2 separate regions of the Mus musculus genome follow, and region 2 is linked to region 1. Evidence: chromatin contacts called from public Hi-C data. All regions are on one chromosome and are shown on one strand. Each heading gives the region's core, a stretch centred on a gene start, on an enhancer-like site or on the middle of the called end of the contact. The rest is flanking DNA. Distances are from core to core; before and after follow the strand shown. Region 1 overlaps Nr3c2 (nuclear receptor subfamily 3, group C, member 2). Region 2 overlaps Nr3c2 (nuclear receptor subfamily 3, group C, member 2).

The links. Hi-C and Micro-C count contacts between places; a contact is called where the count stands out from the background.
Region 2: a contact with region 1 is called in a Hi-C map of liver, with 1.8 times the contacts expected there. The contact joins two enhancer-like sites. A contact is called at or near these places in 3 of 39 promoter capture datasets (hippocampal neurons and liver), 8 of 484 Hi-C or Micro-C datasets (cerebral cortex, liver, muscle stem cells and 3 more), 2 of 115 datasets of contacts at active chromatin or transcription factors (embryonic stem cells and intestinal villus epithelium) and 2 of 9 other capture datasets (adipose tissue and liver).

Annotation. Positions count from the first base shown.
Region 1 is chr8:76,910,949-76,914,305 of GRCm38.p6, reverse strand. The region is part of intron 2 of Nr3c2 (nuclear receptor subfamily 3, group C, member 2); the gene reads right to left. Among named protein-coding and RNA genes, the nearest start is that of Nr3c2, 10 kb to the right of the region's middle. Within about 2 kb of position 1,470, at least 30 of the 459 cell types and tissues checked have an H3K27ac peak or open chromatin away from gene starts, as enhancers often do. A contact at or near this core is called in liver, where this site is marked.
Region 2 is chr8:76,982,819-76,986,219 of GRCm38.p6, reverse strand. All of the region lies in intron 2 of Nr3c2 (nuclear receptor subfamily 3, group C, member 2), which reads right to left. Among named protein-coding and RNA genes, the nearest start is that of Nr3c2, 82 kb to the right of the region's middle. Within about 2 kb of position 1,874, at least 8 of the 459 cell types and tissues checked have an H3K27ac peak or open chromatin away from gene starts, as enhancers often do. A contact at or near this core is called in liver, where this site is marked.

The DNA of each region.
Region 1 (3,357 bases), core at 221-2,720:
TAACTGTACCTATGGATTTTAGTTCAATATTCATATCTAAGCATGACACTTAATAGAGCATGTTTAAGTGTGAAAAGGCAGATGTGCTGGGATTTAAATCCGAGACATTTGTAATGTGAGAAGCAAGACTTAACAGAAATACATTGTCACAGTGCTTTGTACACGATAGAACGCTTGTTTTGTTTTATATTGGTTTGTTTTCCCAGTAAAATGATCAACAGATTCTCCAGAAACAACATATATAAAGGAAAGTAACTGAACTTTCAGGACAAGCAAGTCTCATTTGAGAGTCATCTCAACAACAGTTTTTGTAAAAACTCGCCTAGAGAAATTGTAGATACGTTAGCCATCTTTAAAGTCAAAACAGTATGTAACATAGTGATATGTTAGCCATGTTCAAAGTCAAAACAGTATGAGACATATAGATATGTTAGCCATGTTCGAAGTCAAAACACCATGAGACAAATAAGGGACAGCATGCTGCATGTTTTCAGTCCCGAGGTCCCAGGCAAGGCTGAATACGTTTCTGGTAGTTGCCACCGCTGTTCACACACACAACATGCCTCCACCAAATCCACTCTGTTTCTGTAGTTCTCAGCATGTAGTTTCTTATATCTCTGCAGCTTATCTGGAAAGTTTACTGATAGGGAAAACTTGGCACAAACTTCTTGAATTCTGAGGCTTTTATGTCATCCGACAAAGTAAATTTAAATTAAAAAGGAAAAAAAAAAGCCAAGGATGATTGACAAAAGCAATGACCTGAGGTGTACTGAAATGTTCTCTTCTGTTATGAAGAAAACTACAGAGTATGGTAAGTACTTAATTGCTTGTATTGGAACCCACGAGTCTATGCCCTTTGAAACAGTGGACTTTATATTCAAAAGTCTAAGTCAATGTTAGCACTGCATTATGAGACTATCAAAGTGACTATGGTTATCGCCATAAACAGCCAGTGTTGTGTCAACAGAATGACCGGCGTGAGCCAGGAATAATGCAAATAAAAAGAACAAGGAATTCATAGCAGGTGTTGAATTTTATAAAAGGAAATACTGGATTAAAAAAACAGGACCAAAAAATGTCTCAACTTTTCAATGAAAGGTCACCCCCACCTATGCTCACTCTGACATGGCAGAGATTTTTTTCACCCAGATAAGGATATAGTTAGAGAGATGTGCGTGAAAAACAAAATTATTAGAGATCAGATTGACATTGTATCAAGAGAAACTCTTCTGAGCCTCTAAAGGAAGTCTCTATCATGTTATTGGGCAGACTCCACAGAGAATCATGTTTAACTCCTTCACTTTAAAACAAAGACACTGAGACCTGGAGAGATGGTGACTCACCAGGGGTCACAGCTTTGTTTGCACTGAGGCTGACAGGAAACTCTAACCCACATGACACACCAGGTCCAGTGTCCACCTGAAGGCTTTACATTTCGCTTTGTCATAATTTACTTTACAACTTGGAACTCAACCCCTTCCCTGGGAATGATTAACAAAGCAATGACTTTAGTCACTGCTCCCTGAGAATGCCCACACAGGGAAGACAACCCGCACATCGTGGCCAGTCCTCCTTTCTGTTGGCCTAAAGAAAGAATCTAGTCATTTTTCTTACTTGAATAAGATACTCTTTCCAGACAGTACTCAGTAGACTAATACCAACTGCATCACCTTTCAAGTTTCAAAACTTGTGGAGAACAGTGGGGCAGACCAGCGATGATCAGCTTCTATGTTAGAAGCACCTCCATTCTTATGCTTAACAAGTAGGAGCAGGGAAGCCTGGTGGTGCCTGCTTCCTCAGCATCTGGGAGGGAGGCTGAAATCAGTGAGCCTAAAGGCTTGGTTAGATAGCATAAAGATCTCAAAACAAAAATGTACCAAAGATTCAAAAGAATAATTAAAATGAAACCCTTGTTTATGTAAATTATAACAAAATTAAATTATAAGCAGAAATGGCTATTTAACTCATGGAGAACTATTACATACTAATATAAACATAAGTTTGTGAAAAATACCTTTATTTCTCCAAATGATAAACTTTGGTGAAGCAGTTGGCCATTTTTTTTCATGGCAAGTCTATTGTCTTCTTTTCATATGAGAGCCAGATTTTCATATCAACTCCTGCATCAACATAGACTAATGATTTGTTCCATGAATGTGAAAAAAACAAAGTATAACCTCACATGAATTTCTTAGAAACAGGAAGGATGCTTTCCTGGTGTGTTAGGATCCTTGCAGCATGATTCTTTGGGATCTCGGCAAAACCGGACACTGAGTGCTGTCATGGTAATAATGGATGCTGAATAGTTACAGTGTGGACTGAACCAGGCCCAAGCTACTCACACATCACTACATGAGTACCCATTGCTCCATCCTGCACTCCTGATGTATGAATTCATGAACCTCCTTGTGAAGGTCTTGGAAATCCCCTATCCTACTCTGAAATTTTTAAAATACGTTTTCCTGAGAGGAGGGCTGTTACTAAGACCCAGAGGCAATGTACATGTCCTTGATTTATCACAAGCATCAAGTCTTTAATTTACCCAACATTCCTTGAAATGGGATATTATCATCATAAGTGAAAAAAAAAAGGAAAAATCAGACTTTGTCTAAAAAGAGACAAAGAAAGAGACGAGTGATGAAACATGCATAAAAATTATTATAAGTGTATACCAAAATCTAGAAAACAGCCTATATACCCATTGATCCTTGAGCAAAACAAACAGGGTGACCTTCACCAGAGAAAGTTGTGAAGACTTCTCAATCTACAGGACAGCAAGCAACACTAGATATTTTCCAATGAGATGTGGAAGGCCTAATCTTAATTGACACAGAGCCAGCAAATGCACAAGCAGAAAGGATTCCCTTTTTCTGTATTTACAGGAGGAAGCAAACACTTTGAATGTGCATGATAACAGGCTGAGTGCTGATACCCATGATATATATGCCTAAGGATATGGGTTCCTGGGTAATCAGGAGGGGACTGAGACTCAATGGTGGAATATGGCATTCTGTGCTATGAACAACTGTTAAGAATGTCTTCTTTGTGGAACATTTACTTCTATAAAAGTAAGGAGAGAAAGGTTTGAGCCACTGATAAGGAGAAGAACCCTCAAACCAAAAGTTTTTTGCTTTGTGTTTGAAAAAGAAAACAGTAAAAGATATAAGACTGTAGATATGCCTTATAGTCTGTTAATAAAATGGAAATATTTTTCACAAAATAAAGGTTTAAGGAAATGAAGGGAAATACCCACATGTCCTTAGATTCCAAAGGAATAAACTGTAGTCAGAAAAGTTATAGTTTATATATTCTACAAAAGGCCCACTTATCACATCCATGTAATAAAACCAGAATTGA
Region 2 (3,401 bases), core at 625-3,124, 72 kb before region 1:
ATACAATGGGTTTGTTACAAGACTATGTGTTTTTGCTATAGTTAACAACAGTGCACAAAAATGAGTGGTTGGTTCCAAAGAACGGAATTGCTTCAACCCATACAGAAACCTAGGCATCTATGTAAATTTTCAGTATATGTTTATTGTTATGTCATATTATAATTACAATATAATTTTAAATAAAAGATTCCCTGACACCATAATTTCAGAGAAAAACTGTGGGTAGAGATGGCTCAACAGAGTGCTTGCTTAGCATAGGCAATAGCCTAAGTTGATTTTCAGCATTGCATATACTGGACATGGTGGTGCACACCTGGAATCCTAGCACTTAGGAGGCAGAGTCAGAAAGATCTGGAGTCCCAGACCATCATGGACACAGAGTCTGAGACAAGCTTAGGATACAAGAGACCCTGTCTCAAAATATTTAATAATTTAAAATTATTCTCAATAAACTGCAAAAAACCTTGCCGATTAAAATTCAGATGGGGTTTAATATGAAAAATGTTAACGTGCCAAGAGGATTCCAGTTAAGCAATCATGTATAAACATAGATATTAGCCTGAAATGTAAGACAGGCTGCTGAAGTGAATGATGAGACCATCAGCTTGGGTTTTCAGTTCATTAGCTTAACCACAATCCCAGCCTAATATCCATAAAGTCACCAAGGCAAGTATCATGCGCCTCCCAAGTTTACAGAACTACACACGTTCTTCGTTACTCCCAGCAGGAAAGATTTATGGTCAGCACTGCTATATCACACCAAGAGAGAATCTGAAGATTGTTTGAGGAGAAAATTAACTGCTTAAAGAACATTTTAAAAAAAATCTGGGTTTCTCAAATTCAATGTAAATGTCTTTAAAAAAGCATGGTGGTTCTTAAAAAAAAAATAGGAAAGAATAGTGTACAAATCACCATGTGCTTCTTCCATGCCCTTCATCCCCATATGTGTCAAGGCGGAGAGCTCCTCCCTGTTTCAGAGTGCTCCTCCCTGTTGCAGAGCGCTCCTCCCTGTTGTGTTCCCTCCACTGCTCACCTGAGGTTCACACATGTATTCCTGGCACCTCTTCAGCTCTCCTCTTTCTCTGTTCCGCCCATCAATCAGAGTCTCAAGCCAACTCTCCATTGGCATGCTAGCCTGCAAGGGTGGTGAACCACGCTCTGTTTTCACCACGACTGTCAGCTGTCCCCTCTCCTCTCCTGTCTGCCAGGCTTTCTCAGATGCCGCAGTCCTGCACACCCTGACTAGACTTGCTCCACAGTTAAGATTAGCTAGGTCTCTTCTTTCTGAGCTTCAGAGCATTCCTGACTTTCTTTCATTTGTAGCCCCTCCTCTGGGTCATGTGGTAGGAAGATGCCTGGGAACAATAGTACTCTTCCTTAGATGTGACTTTTTAACACTAAGAAACCGAGTACAATCAAATTCCTCACTCATCAAAGAAGGAGAAAGAAAACTGTTATTTTTAGCTTGCCCACCCCACCCTGCTATAGTTAGCACACGTCATTATTAGCAGCCGTAGTAGCCAACACTAGTACATTTTATCATAAACAAAAACAACATGTTACATTTACATATGCAGCCTTTCTGCAACTCAGGAACACCAAGCACACAGGGAGCTTGTACTTTGCAACAGTAGACACAGATGGCTTGCATTCTACATGAGGGAGAGGGGAAGGCACAGGATGACCCCTGGAGTACTGAAGTGGCATGGAGCCTGGCCCCAGAGAGCAAAAGGTAAGGAAGAGAAACTATTGAGTATCAGACAAAACACAAATAAGGGAATCCCTAGAAGTGATGATCTTTAACCACAAGGCTCCTGCCCTGCTGTGTGGAGCTGGACAGGGTCATGTGGGAACAGATCTGGTCTATACTGACCTTCAGAGCCTTCTCTGGCCCTCACCAACAATGTCCTTTTGGCACTGCTGCCCTTGTTACACTCAGCTCCTTTCTGACACTGCCCACTTTGTTGCCATTGACAACACTAGGTTAATATATAGTCTGTGCTTTAGATTCCTTGGGAAGCAGTGGGGCTGGTAACATTTGGCAGTTACCTGTCAGCAGGGGAAGATTTATATACTTTAATCTAGTATATAAAAAATAGCCCTAAATGGATCCCAAGGGCAAGTACCTAAACTGCAATTCCTCCCAGCATTGCACAAATGACTTGATTTTAAAATGTTTGATATAAATGGATAAAATAGATAGCCTACTGGGTAAAGTACATATTGCACAAACATGAAGACCTGAGCTTAGAGCCTCAGTATCCACAAAAAAAGGCTGAGCATCTGTGAAGATAGGCAGTTAGCACCAAGGCCATCAGGTTAGTGAAACAATGAGTTCAATGACAGACTCTGCCTCAAAAAAATAAAGTGGACAGCAATAGAGGAAGACACTGTTTGTTAGTCTCTGGCCTCCACGAATACATCTGTACACATAATTGTTTGTACCCACACATACACATATACCACTATCACAAAAATAAATGCCCTGAAGAAAGACAAATGGGGCCATCCAAGTTGGTTTGCCTGGGACCACCAGTTGAGGTGAGTGATGCATGGTGCCCTGAGACTCATTGTCCAACTCTGGGCTTGCTCTTCAGTCTGGAGGTACTTCGCAAGACCCCAAGAGCATCCTGCTTCCCAATGGAAACATTCAAGGGTCCCAAAATTAACCAGCTTAGAACCCTGCCCAACTAATCCCATCTCAGTCAGATCTGCTCACCATCCCACTGGGACACAGCCTGCAGAGTAGGGTCTGCCAGAAGTACAGTAAGAAGAACCTAACCTGGCCTCCACAGTCTGACCCACAGTTCTACCCATCTTCCCTGAAAAGTCCTGCTGCCATCAGGATCATCCAGCTAACACCAGGGAAAAACAGATACTTAAAGAACAGTGTGAGGACAAAATCAAGACCCAGAACAATATGGCACACCCAGAGTCCAGCTATCCTGATACAACAAACCCTAGATGTCTTAATGAAACTGAAACACAAGAAGATCTTAAATTCAATCTTATAAAGTTGATAGAGGCCTTTAAAGAGGACATGAATAAATAAATCCCTTAAGAAAACACAGGAAAATACATTCAAACAGGTTGAGTTATTAAAAGAAGAAGCAAATAAATTAAAGGAAATGCAGGAAAATAAAACAAAAGAAAGAAAATGAATAAAAATATTCAAGGCCTGAATAGGGAAATAGAAGCAATAAAGAAAACACAAACTGAGGCAATCCTGAGGTTGGAAAACCTAGGAAAGAGAGTAGGAACTATGGACATAAGTATCACCAACAGAATAAGGAGATAGAGGAAGAATCTCAGATGTAGAAGAGACGATAGAAGAAATTGATATATCAGTCAAAGAAAATGCAAAATCTAAAAAGTCCATGACACAAAACATCCAGGAAATT